Regions from separate parts of the Rattus norvegicus genome. Here region 2 is linked to region 1. A link is a contact called in public Hi-C data. All regions are on one chromosome and are shown on one strand. Each heading gives the region's core, a stretch centred on a gene start, on an enhancer-like site or on the middle of the called end of the contact. The rest is flanking DNA. Distances are from core to core; before and after follow the strand shown. Region 1 holds the start of Rab24 (RAB24, member RAS oncogene family). Region 2 holds the start of Tspan17 (tetraspanin 17).

The links. A called contact is a pair of places that touch in the nucleus more often than the background predicts.
Region 2: a Hi-C map of Schwann cells shows a contact between it and region 1, with 8 times the contacts expected there. The contact joins the promoter of Tspan17 here to the promoter of Rab24 in region 1. A contact is called at or near these places in 2 of 12 Hi-C or Micro-C datasets (the A7r5 cell line and Schwann cells).

Annotation. Positions count from the first base shown.
Region 1 is chr17:9,311,484-9,317,144 of GRCr8, reverse strand. Rab24 (RAB24, member RAS oncogene family) reads right to left here and starts at 3,552. Exons shown (of 8, transcript NM_001015023.2): 1 at 3,121-3,552; 2 at 2,973-3,041; 3 at 2,681-2,759; 4 at 2,508-2,575; 5 at 2,326-2,425; 6 at 2,083-2,133; 7 at 1,892-1,954; 8 at 1,470-1,801. The coding sequence starts at 3,237. The coding sequence ends at 1,737. It overlaps Prelid1 (PRELI domain containing 1), which reads left to right and starts at 3,634. Exons shown (of 5, transcript NM_001009636.1): 1 at 3,634-3,866; 2 at 4,398-4,623. The coding sequence starts at 3,775. Nsd1 (nuclear receptor binding SET domain protein 1) reads left to right here. Exons shown (of 23, transcript NM_001401536.1): 23 at 1-60.
Region 2 is chr17:9,830,675-9,836,551 of GRCr8, reverse strand. Tspan17 (tetraspanin 17) reads left to right here and starts at 4,617. Exons shown (of 8, transcript NM_001013138.2): 1 at 4,617-4,843. The coding sequence starts at 4,757. Eif4e1b (eukaryotic translation initiation factor 4E family member 1B) reads left to right here. Exons shown (of 10, transcript XM_039096186.2): 10 at 1-669.

The DNA.
Region 1 (5,661 bases), core at 2,303-4,802:
ACTGTAATTCTTTGTATATAGAAAAAAATTACTGTAAAGTAAAGTTTAACTTTACTCTTATGGCCCTTGCCCTGTGTTTTTATTGTCTCTGGGGAAATGTAGCTTAACAAGACAGAGGGTTGACTGGTTTGGGGTAAGAGCAGGAGCCAACCTGAGCACTCCAAGCCCTCCCAAGAGTGCTGTGGATTTCCTCCCAGGTGCACTGGCTGCCCTAACATTCATCCTTTCTACAGAGCTGCTGGTGTTTGTTTCCGTGGCTTCACAAGAATCCTCTACCACTCAGGGTATTTTGAGGAATTAGAGAAATGAAACCAGCCCTTTGAGTTTTGTGTTCGAAACAAAGTTTCACTGCAGTTCAGACTAACCTCAAACTAGTTTCCTGTCTCAGCTTCCCAGTGGCTTGGATGGCAGCAATGGGACCAGGCTGGTGATTCTGAAATCCTCAAAGGCAAGTTCAGGCTTAAAAGGAAAAGCAGAGGCGGAGGTGGAACATACGCCTAGTTGAGCCCACACCCTCACACCAATAACTGGAAAGGGCTGTAATACACTTCCTTTTGCTTAAACAGGAAGTACTAGTCCCTTTACATAAACACCTAGGTTTTCAGTGTTTCTGATTTTAAACAAGTTAGCTGCTGCCTTGTTTTGTGTGTATTAGTTTTCTGGATAGTGGGCATTACTATGTAGCTGTGGTGGCCTGGAACTCAGGAGCCTACCTGCCCTGCCTCCCCCTCCGCCCCTGCCTCTGCCTCCACGGTGCTAGAATTAAAGGTGTAGGCCACCGTTCCATCAAGGCCTTTCTTTTATTTTTTACAATGCTTCTCACTGGGTAGCCTGGGCTGTCCTGGAACTCTTTAGACCAGGCTGGCCTTGAATTCAGAGATCTGCCTCTCCTTCCTGAGTACTGTGAGTAAAGGTGCACCATCTTTGAGCCCTTTTTCTAAGTTAGCAACTAAACTGGATGCATAAGACCTTTCTGGGTTACAGAAATATGAGGTTCTCTTTAGTTTGAAACATTACAGGCTTTCCCTGGGAAGCTTAGGACCAAGTCACAACCCTGAGCACAGGTCTAGACATGACACAACAGGTAGAGCTGGCCAAACCAACTTGTCTTGAGGGTGCTGTACCTGAGCCTTTCATCTCTGGGCACAACTGAGGTGCTTTCCTTGGTCTTCTGAGCTTTGCAACTTCTCCATCCCAGCCTCAGCCTATCTTCACCCCCACAAAAAAAGAGAAAGTAGCTGCAAGACTCAGGGGTCTTTTTCTTGCCTAATGTTAGAACCTCTGCGATTTGCTCTACATTCACAGACATACAAGCATTTACAAAAAAGGGGTCGGTGGGATCATAAGAAAAAGCCCATTGTTTCTCGGTGGTTTCAGTGATAGTCCAGATGGGAAGTCTTCACATAAGTGAGGCCCACACGGCCCCAGGAACGACTAGGTGTTCTGACACCCAGTGCACACAGCAAGGAAATGCATCAATTTTATTTACAGTTCAGAAGCTACTTAAATAGTCTGGCCAGGACAGAAGCCTGGGATTCAAATCAGCCCTTATCCCTCCTCATGCCCACAGTCAGCCCAACACTGCCTCCGTTCCTCGGGCCAGCACAGGCAGGTGCCACCTCTGCTGCAATGGGCACCTGGAGTAGCTCAGACGCTTGACCACTCCAGCCCAGACAAGAGTTGGGTCCAGCCCCTCTGGGAGTTCATCTAATTCGACTGGGCAGATGAGTTGTGACTCAGTGGTGACAACAGCTGTAGAAGTAAGGGTTTGCCTTCTGGCTCAGATCCACGCCTTTGTCCTCTGTCAGAGAGAGAGGTGGCAGCTCAGCACTATTAGCTGGGGGATCAAGTAGGTCACCAAGAGGGCTGGGGACCATGAGGAAGTACACACCTGTCATCACCTGGAAAGCAGCCACACTGACGTAATCCTCTGCCACTTTCTGGAAGAGCTCGTCTGGCAAGCAAAGAATCAGTGAGGGCCTGAGGCCAGCAGCCCTGGGTACCCCAGTGGTCCAGCCCTCTGATCCTTTCTGCTCTACTGTCCTGTCTGTGCCTGCTGACAGGACCCAAGACAACACTCACCCACACTCTGGCCTGTCTTGCTGGATGTTTCAAAGAGCTGGGCTTTGATATCTGTAAAGAGAAGTGACTAAGTCCTCACCTGGGGAGCACACCTAAATGTAGCTAACAGTTCAGTCTCTTGAACTCCATAAGTTCAAGAAGGCTAGAAAGAAACCAAGGCTGTCATTCCCGTCCTTGAAATCCACTCAAGCAGATATCCCCCCCCCCTCAAGCTCCCATCCTCAGAGACTTAAAAACAGGTACTATCAGCGTAGTCCTGAACGTCATGGAAGTCTACACGACGGCGCCGCCTGTCTTCCTCCAGCAGATCACTCTTAGTGCCACACAGGTAGATTTGACAGCCCTGTAGCAGAAGACAAGGCTGAAATTATCTCCACAGACCAATACAGTCTCTGTCCCTAATCTTGTAGGATCTTGTCACCTACCTCTTCTAAACTGCGGAGCTCCTTAACCCAGAACTTGGCTCTCTCAAAGCTGCTGCTGTCGGTGAGGTCTTGGTAGGGGTAAGACAGGAGACACAATAAGGAACAGTGGCTTCCCGTTGATGCTGGCCTGTAACCCAACTCTTACTTGAACAGGCCAGAGTCCAACCCCTTACCATAACAGACAATTGCAGCTTTAGCACCCCGGTAATAGATTCTGCTCATGGCTTCGTAGCGCTCGGAACCTGCTGTGTCCTGAGGGGTGAAAGGAGTCGATGAGCTCCTTCACAAGACTACAAACTAGGCCCACATCTTCCAGACACCTCCCCTCCTTTTTTCTTAAGATGAGTAAATGGGTGTGCGGAAGAAAAGAACGACCTGTATGAGACTCCGGCTGACCGGTTTAAGAGGCAAGACATTAAATTTCGGGGATAGGTTTGCTCAAGACTCTGTTCTCAAGGGACTTACCCAAATACCCAGAGTCACCGTCCGATCTCCAACACACATCACCTTGGCCACAAAAGCAGCCCCGATGGTCTACAACCAGGGAAGAGATAAGAGTCGAATGCCGGTCGGCCCCCTTCCTCCCAAGCCTGCTCCGCAGGGGTGCACTCACGTTCTGATAGGGCCCCACCAAGAAGCGGTCGTGCACGTATCGTTCCACCAGGCTCGTCTTGCCCACGTATTCCTTGCCCAGCATAACCACCTTGACGTCCACGCGCTGCCCGCTCATGCTCCCGGGGCCGCCTCACCCACTTCAGGGTCTCCGCGGCCCAGGCAGAGCCCAAGCCTCAGACCCCAATCCCAAAGGCCTCGCACTTCGCAGGCTTCTGGTGCCTCGGCCCGGGGCGCTCCGTCCCTTACAGAGCCGCGGCGCGGGGACGCGGACAGCGCCCTCCACCGCGCCGCAGGGCCCTGCGCTGCTCACCCGCGCGACCGTCGCTGCGACAGAAGCTCCGCCGCGCCGGGGTTACCGACTGAAACCGGGTTCCCTATAGCTAACTCCAAACAGCACCTCTGGGACTGGACCACAAGAGGCGGGACGCCCGGTCACGTGACACGAGCGCCGGAAGTGGCCGATCCTGTGCGGCTGGCGCCGGAAGCGTCGCGCAGTCCTATAGCCTCTCATGGCGGCGGTAGGGACCTGGGCGCGGCGCCGCGGTGATTGAGCTGCGAGCCTGGCGGGCGTGCGCCTTGCCACGTGCCCTCCCCACCCCCGGGCTCTTCACCCTGATGCTGCACGGGTGCTGAGCCCGCCCGGGTCGGGACGATGGTGAAGTATTTCCTGGGCCAGAGCGTGCTCCGAAGTTCCTGGGACCAAGTGTTCGCTGCCTTCTGGCAACGGTACCCGAATCCCTATAGGTACGTGGTGGTAGGTAGAGCCAGTCGCCCTCCTCTCTCCATTTGGCTGTCCTTGAATAGTGGAGCCGTGAAAAACTAGAACAGAAAGTCCGATGTGAGCTATCTCCGGTGACTGTGGCCACAGTTATGGCACAAAGTCCTTATAGGATTAAGATCAGGCCAAGTCTGCAAGGTTGTAGATCGTGGTTTATATTAGGCTCTAGATTTCTATTTTGCGGTCGGTCCTAGGGAGACAGGAAGAGTTGAGCGGTAGGTATTTCGGGGCCTGAAATCCTGACGATGGCTTGCTCACCTGCTGGTGGCGCTCTCTAGTGGTATAATTCTTGAGATTTTGCTCGATTTGGAAAGCCACAGAATCCATGTCAGGGTGGAGGAGGGAGTTGGAATTTGCCCGGGGATAGGTTCATTGCACTCTAATTCCGAACCTGGGTACAGATCACTCTGTAAGATTGCAGGAAGCCATGACCTGGAGGCTCTAAATAGTAACCCGTAGACATTTCCTGAGAATCATCTGCATTTTAACACTTGCAGCAAACATGTCTTAACCGAAGACATAGTGCACCGGGAGGTGACCCCTGACCAGAAGCTTCTGTCCCGGAGACTCCTGACCAAGACCAACAGGATGCCACGTTGGGCAGAGCGACTGTTTCCCGCCAACGTTGCTCACTCGGTGTACATCCTGGAGGACTCGATTGTGGACCCACAGAATCAGACCATGACCACCTTCACTTGGAACATCAACCACGCCCGGCTGATGGTGAGACTTCCTTTGGTTCCTCAAAATAGTTGCCCTTCAGATTTCAGGCTGGAGAATTGTGGGAACTTCTGCGGCCAGAGGCGGGCCTCATCTGTAGAGTTCTGCCCTTAGATTGGTCTATCCTTTTTGAGTGGTTGGATTCTCCGGGACTGCCCCTCGGCTCTCAGATGGTGGGGAAAGACACCCATTTTCAAAGCTTGTTACAAGTGCTGTACACAGAGCAGTCGGTTGGTGACATACATACATACATACATACATACATACATACATACATACATACATAGGCTTTCAGGAGTTATACTGGGTGACAAAGGGAGACAGTGACTTCCATCAAGGCTTGGAGGTGTCTGGAATGTGCCTCAGTTTCTGCATGAGATTTGAGGGGATGCATCATGTTCCTTGGATCCTTCGGAAGGCTTGAAATCCCATGTTTGGGGATATTCAGAGTGTCATTTGCCTGTGTGACTAACCTTCAAGCTTCGAGATGATTCTTTCTCAGCTTCTGTAAACTTGAGAGGTGGGAATTGTGTGTTTTGCAAAAGAAAAGCTTTATAAAGATGTGCCCCTCACGGGCACAATGTGAGGAAGGCACCCTTTCCTGCCCGGCACTGTCTGAAGTCACCTCAGCTGAGAGCTCTGCTTGGTAACACAGTGGTGTGTTTGTGACTTCTCTTCACGTTCTTCAGGAGGCTCCCACACCCTTTGATAATAAAAGCTGTCATTATTGGGGGGGAGGGGACGAGAACACACACACACACACACTATCAGGAAGCTCAGAGGGGAGAAAGCAGATGAGAAACACTGTTCACCTCTATATCCAGAGGCCCCAAGCAAAGCCCTGGATCAGGGTGGAATAGCCGCTGATCCCAGGAAACTGCGTTCTACTTCAAAGGGTCAGCATTGAGGTTATAGAGGCAGAACAGCCTCTCTCCGGGCCTGAGATACAAAATGGGAAGAACTTTGTGGGGGCAGGAACTCACCCGATGTTGAGTGCAGGAATATGGTGCTAGCTTGTCTGAGCGTGCCCCTTCAGGGTGC
Region 2 (5,877 bases), core at 3,368-5,867, 520 kb before region 1:
CCAACTCCGCGGTGGCCCCAGTGTCTCCAGCTGCCACACCTTTTCCTACACTCAAACCATCACATAAATGAACACGTAACACAATAATCTTTGACCCAATTGATAAGCTATAATTGCCCACCTAAACCTACAAACCCGGTACCATCCATCCCTTAAGAACGTTGATAACGGGGCTGGGGATTTAGCTCAGTGGTAGAGCGCTTACCTAGGAAGCGTAAGGCCCTGGGTTCGGTCCCCAGCTCCGGAAAAAAAAAAACTAAAAAAAAAAAAAAAAAAAAAAAAAAAAGAACGTTGATAACAACCTGTAAATACACAGAGCGAGATCTGTATGTCAACTTCCATTGTCCTGCCACGGCTTCTCTCTCTCCCTCTCCTCTCCCTCTCTCTGTCCCAGTCTCCTCCTCTTCCTTCAAACTTTTCTCCCACCCATCCTTCCTTAATTTCCTGATATCACAGAGTACAAAAGCCTATCAGGGGGCTGGTGAGATGGCTCAGCGGTTAAGAGCACTGACTGCTCTTCCAGAGGTCCTGAGTTCAATTCCCAGCAACCACATGGTGGCTCACAACCATCTGTAATGAGATCTGATGCCCTCTTCTGGTGTGTCTGAAGACAGCAACAGTGTACTGTACTCATGTACATAAAATAAATAATGCTTTAAAAAAAAAAAAGCCTATCAGGCTCATTGTTTAGCTTACTTCTTTTTAAAACATTGTTTAATCTTCATAATGGGTGTGACTTTGAGTTTTATGGTTATATTACTACTCTGGGAGAGAGTACAAGATACAAGCTTTTCTGGTTACAGACTAAGGAACACAGTATTTTGGGAGAAGGATTTTGTCTTTGTGTTTTTAAAAAGTGTGATTAAGCGCTGGAAACCTGACAGAGTCATGCTGATCAGATTTGATAGAGGTAGACTGCCTAAAAATAATTGATTCAGGAGAATCAAACAAGATATCTCGATTCTAAACTTTTGTCTTGAGAGTTGTATTTTACAGAGTGTGACTACTTAGATTCCTGGTCTCAAGGACTTTCAGCTGGGTCTAGTTAGGACACAGCGGCTACAGCATTTGATTCATTCTTCTTACCCTCTTACCACCAAGGATATCTTAACGTCCACGTACAGCTTGAAGTTATGGAGGAGTCGTCGCCCCAACTCCCTGGACCTTTGCGGGGCTGAAAGCAGTTATTCTAAAATTGTTTTTTTTTTTTTTTCCGGAGCTGGGGACCGAACCCAGGGCCTTGCGCTTCCTAGGTAAGCGCTCTACCGCTGAGCTAAATCCCCAGCCCCTTCTAAAATTGTTTTTATGAGGAATTTTTTTTTCCTTTTTTTTTTTTTTTTTTTTTTTTTTCGGAGCTGGGGACCGAACCCAGGGCCTTGCGCTCGCTCGGCAAGCGCTCTACCGCTGAGCTAAATCCCCAACCCCCTTATGAGGAATTTAAAATTGGTTGTAATTTTTTTTTTTTTTTTTGGTTCTTTTTTTCGGAGCTGGGGACCGAACCCAGGGCCTTGCGCTTCCTAGGTAAGTGCTCTACCACTGAGCTAAATCCCCAGCCCCAAAATTGGTTGTAATTTAACAGGGAGGAACTAGCTAGATTGAGTTGTACAGTCATAATCTCATTTGGTAACTAAGCAAAAATATCTTTGCTTTGATATAGAATTTATTTGTTAAAAGTTTAAAAGTAGGGGACTGGAGAGATGGCTCAGTGGTTAAGAGCACCGACTGCTCTTCCTGAGGTCCTGAGTTCAAATCCCAGCAACCACATGGTGGCTCACAACCATCTGTAATGAGATCTGATGCCCTCTTCTGGTGTGTCTGAAGGCAGCTACAGTGTACTCATACAATAAAATAAAATCTTAAAAAAATAAATTTATAAAAGTTTAAAAGTACAAGGTATAGAGTCAGTCCTTCTAATGATGTCATTACAAACTTCTGAGTTGATTACACCTGTGAGTTAAGGGCCAACTAGCAAATTCACGGCTCTGACTTTGTGAGAGAACTTTCAAGACAAGATATAAAGACAACAGTCCAGATTGTCTTATATAGATAGATGGTTTTCAAAAATGTCAGAAATCCACAAAATTTGAGATTTAAAGTTATTTATCTTTTGTTGAGACATATCTGCTCCTAACAGTTCCCCTTTGGCGGATTTTATGAAGAATTTGAGCATCTCTACCTCCAGATGAGGCAATACTTTGTGACTAGGCAGCCACTGGACAAAACTGCCTGTTTCATCTGCAGACTAATACTGTCCAGAGAAGGACAAATTATGCAGAAGAGTTGACTGATAAACTCTGCCAAGACAGGGTGATCTGCCCTTCAAAATCTGCATTTCAAGAGTCTGTCAGTTGATTTTGGGCCAGAAGACTGAAGACTTGCGCTCACATGTTGCTAACAGAGGACTGTGCTAGTGGAGATTTGTCTCTATAACCTCTCAGTTCTGAAAGTCATGTTAGGCTTCCTATGTGTATAGATATTTGGTCATTCTCAGATTTCTGACGGGATTGAAGACTGATTATAGTCTCATAGCCTATCAGGCTGTTTAACTCTGGAAATACATATTTTGTTAGATAGTTATCAGATAGTATACAAGCTAGCCAAGATATAGATTTTAAGACTTTTTTTCTTTCTTTCTTTCTTTCTTTCTTTCTTTCTTTCTTTCTTTCTTCCTTTCTTTCTCTCTTTTTTTCTTTTTTCTCTTTTTCGGAGCTGGGGACCGAACCCAGGGCCTTGTGCTTGCTAGGCAAGAGCTCTACCACTGAGCTAAATCCCCAACACCCCCCTTAAGCCTTTCTTAGGCTGGAATGGATAACTAAATGTTCTGTTTAACTGATATAATGTTGGACTGGGTGTTAGATATATTTTATGCTTTTAATTACAAAATGATAATAGTTGTGCTCAGCTTATATCTGAGAAAAAAGTTTTGTTTTTTTTTTAATTAGACAAAAGGGGTGAAATGTGGGATGATGTCACAGGTGAGGTAGGTACAAGATAGAAGAAGGCCTGTCATTGGATGAGAAGGAAGGATGGGCCGGAGAAAAGTTTGAAGGAAGAGGAGGAGAGGCTGAGAAGCTGTGACAAGACAATGGAGGCTGATGTAAAGATCTCACTCTGTGTATTTATAGGTTGTTATCAATGTTCTTAAGGGATGCATGGTACCGGGCTTTGTATGTTTAAGAGGGCAATTATATCTTATCAATTGGATCAAAGATTACTGTGTTGTGTGTTCTTTTATGTGACGATTTGAATATAGCAAAGCGTGCAGCAGCAGGAGACACTGGGCCACCGCAAAATTGGGATGTGTTTCCACCAAGATATCTAGCAGATATCTTGGGACACCTCGGTGCAGGACCTGGGGGGGGGGGGTAAAAGACAACCGTACTTTTTTATTTTTATATTTTTACAACAGTTGGACTTCACCATGGTTTTTTTTAAGGGGTCCACTTGACGCTAATGATTCCTGAGGCCCTTTTTGTATCTAGTCTTTTTCCTTTTTTCTTTTTCTTTTTTCTTTTTTTTTTTTTTTTTTCGGAGCTGGGGACCGAACCCTGGGCCTTGAGCTTGCTAGGCAAGCGCTCTACTACTGAGCTAAATTCCCAACCCCTTGTATCTGGTCTTAAATAAACATTTTGTAACAAACTTGGAATCTAAATATTTAAGATCAGGTGTACCTAAACCTGGATCTGCCCCATCCTGTTTTGTTTCAAAAGGAGTCTGGTGAGTCCCGGGTACCAAGGAAACCAGAGAAAGCCTGAGTTGGTATGGGACAGGGGCTACTGTAGAGATAGGCAAAAACGGAACAGGCGTGGCACTCCTGTTTGTATTCAACTCCACTGTGTGTGGGTGCATGGCACTGTTCACTAGTCCCACTATGCCCAACGGCTTATCCCTGGGGAATGGACTCCTTGGTTCTTGAGCCTTAGACTGGAGATCCACGGGCTTCAGTCACACTTGGCTCACCAGCTTTGCCAAGTTAGCTCATCTGGGGCCTCTGAAGGACTTGGGGAGCTTATGTAGAGAAGAGATGGGGATTCCTCAGAGGTGGTGGTTGAAAGAGGTTGAGTGTGTCTGGGGTGTATCCAAAGCCTTGCCCAGAGGCAGGGTCTTGGGGGAGGAGTGAGGCCTGCTGGACCAGAAGAAAAAAAAAACGGTGTCTGGGGCGTGGCTCCAAGGGTGCGGACCGAGGCTCAGAGCAGAGGCTGAGTAGGGCGGAGCTCTGGGAGGACTGAGGCCAGTTGGAGGAGGGGTCTGGGGCGGATCAGAGGCGAAACCCGGTTTAGAGGCGGGTCTTAAAAACAGAGGTTGGCTGGGGCAGAGTCTTGGGCGGGACGTGGGCAGGGCTGCGGGGAGGACAGCAGCTTGGCCTGGGCGGAGCCTGGGAGGATTAAGACTGGCTGGGGGTGGAGTCATGCTATGAGCCGGTCTCCGTGAGGACTGAACCTGGCTGGGACTGGGGGGCGTGGGCGGAGCTCCAAGAAGACCGAGCAGTCCTGGGGCGGGGTGTGGACTGACACTGTGGGCGGGGCCGGAGCGCTGTTGGAGGGCGGGGTCGGATGAGGGCACCGCACTCCGGGCGTGGTAGTCCGAGCGCCAGGGGCGGTGCTACAGCGGGAGGGGCAGCCAGTGAGCTGTGTGGCTCTGGCCATGAAGCCGCAGCCGCCGGGCTAGGCCCGGGGCGGCTCCACGCCTGGGCAGCCCGCAGAGGGCTGGGCCGGTTCCCGGCTCGGGTTCCCAGGGCGGCAGGTGGCCGCTCACCATGCCCGGCAAGCATCAGCAATTCCAGGACCCTGAGGTTGGCTGCTGCGGGAAATACTTTCTGTTTGGCTTCAACATTGTCTTCTGGGTGAGCGTGGGTCGCTTCTCGCTCTGAGCTGAGGATGGGGGCTAGGGGGTCTCAGTTGCTGGTGGGGGAGACCCTTTCCGAAGCTTGTGACCGGGGACTGTTCCTCACCCCCTCTACCCTGATGCCCTGTCCCCAACTACTCTGGGGAGCTATTGGGATAGCTGGGGGGGGGGTGGGACCCAGTCCCAGCAGAGGGGTGATGGTAGTCTCTCATTGCAGCCCCAAGTTTGGGCAGAAAAAGGTGGCAGTGTTTGCAGGAAGACTGCAAGGGCGCGGTATTTGCGGACGAGCCCTGCCCCGCCTCCTTGCCACTCCAACTCCCGGCGTGGTGCGGTGAGGGTTGCGAGGTTGGGTCCTAGCGAGTCTACCCTACAGACGCTCAGAAGCATGTGAGCCAGGAGGGTAGGAGTGACAAAAGCCAAGCCCTGTGCCTCTGCAGGAAGAGGAGCTCCAGTTGAGAACAGGGAGCTGTCCCTTGGGAACAGAATTCAGCATTCCATAGCTGACCAAACAAACAGAGGCTTCCCTCTGTGTGGCATCCGTGTCCCGGTCCTGCCAAGTCATCTTTCTCTTCTCCCTCCCCCCATCCTATAACCAAAGCGGGCTGTGCATGCTTTCCTTTATGCAAGGCCTTTTTTCCAACTTGTATTCAGCAGAATTCAGTGGCTCTGTTCCCCACCCACCACCATCCGTTGGCTCTGCCCTGGGGTGGTGTCCTTGAATTTCAGCAGTCTTCTGTTCTGAAGGGTGTGGGCAGCTACAGGGAGCGCTGGCCTGGAAGTCAAAGGGCCTGAGTGTAGCAGGCCTAGTCCAGAGGTTTTTGGGCAAGCCACTTTACTCTCTGGGTCTTAGCTTTCTAGCCTAGGAGGGGCTGGTATTAGAGTTTGTCTTCTGGGCTGTTAGATTAAATGAGGGTTTTTTTTGTGCTTAAGACAGGGTCTCACTCTGTAGCCCATCCTGGCTTGGAGTTTGCTACAGTTTTCCTGTCTGAGCTTTCTGAGTGCTGGATTATACCAGCTTCATAGTAAATGGGT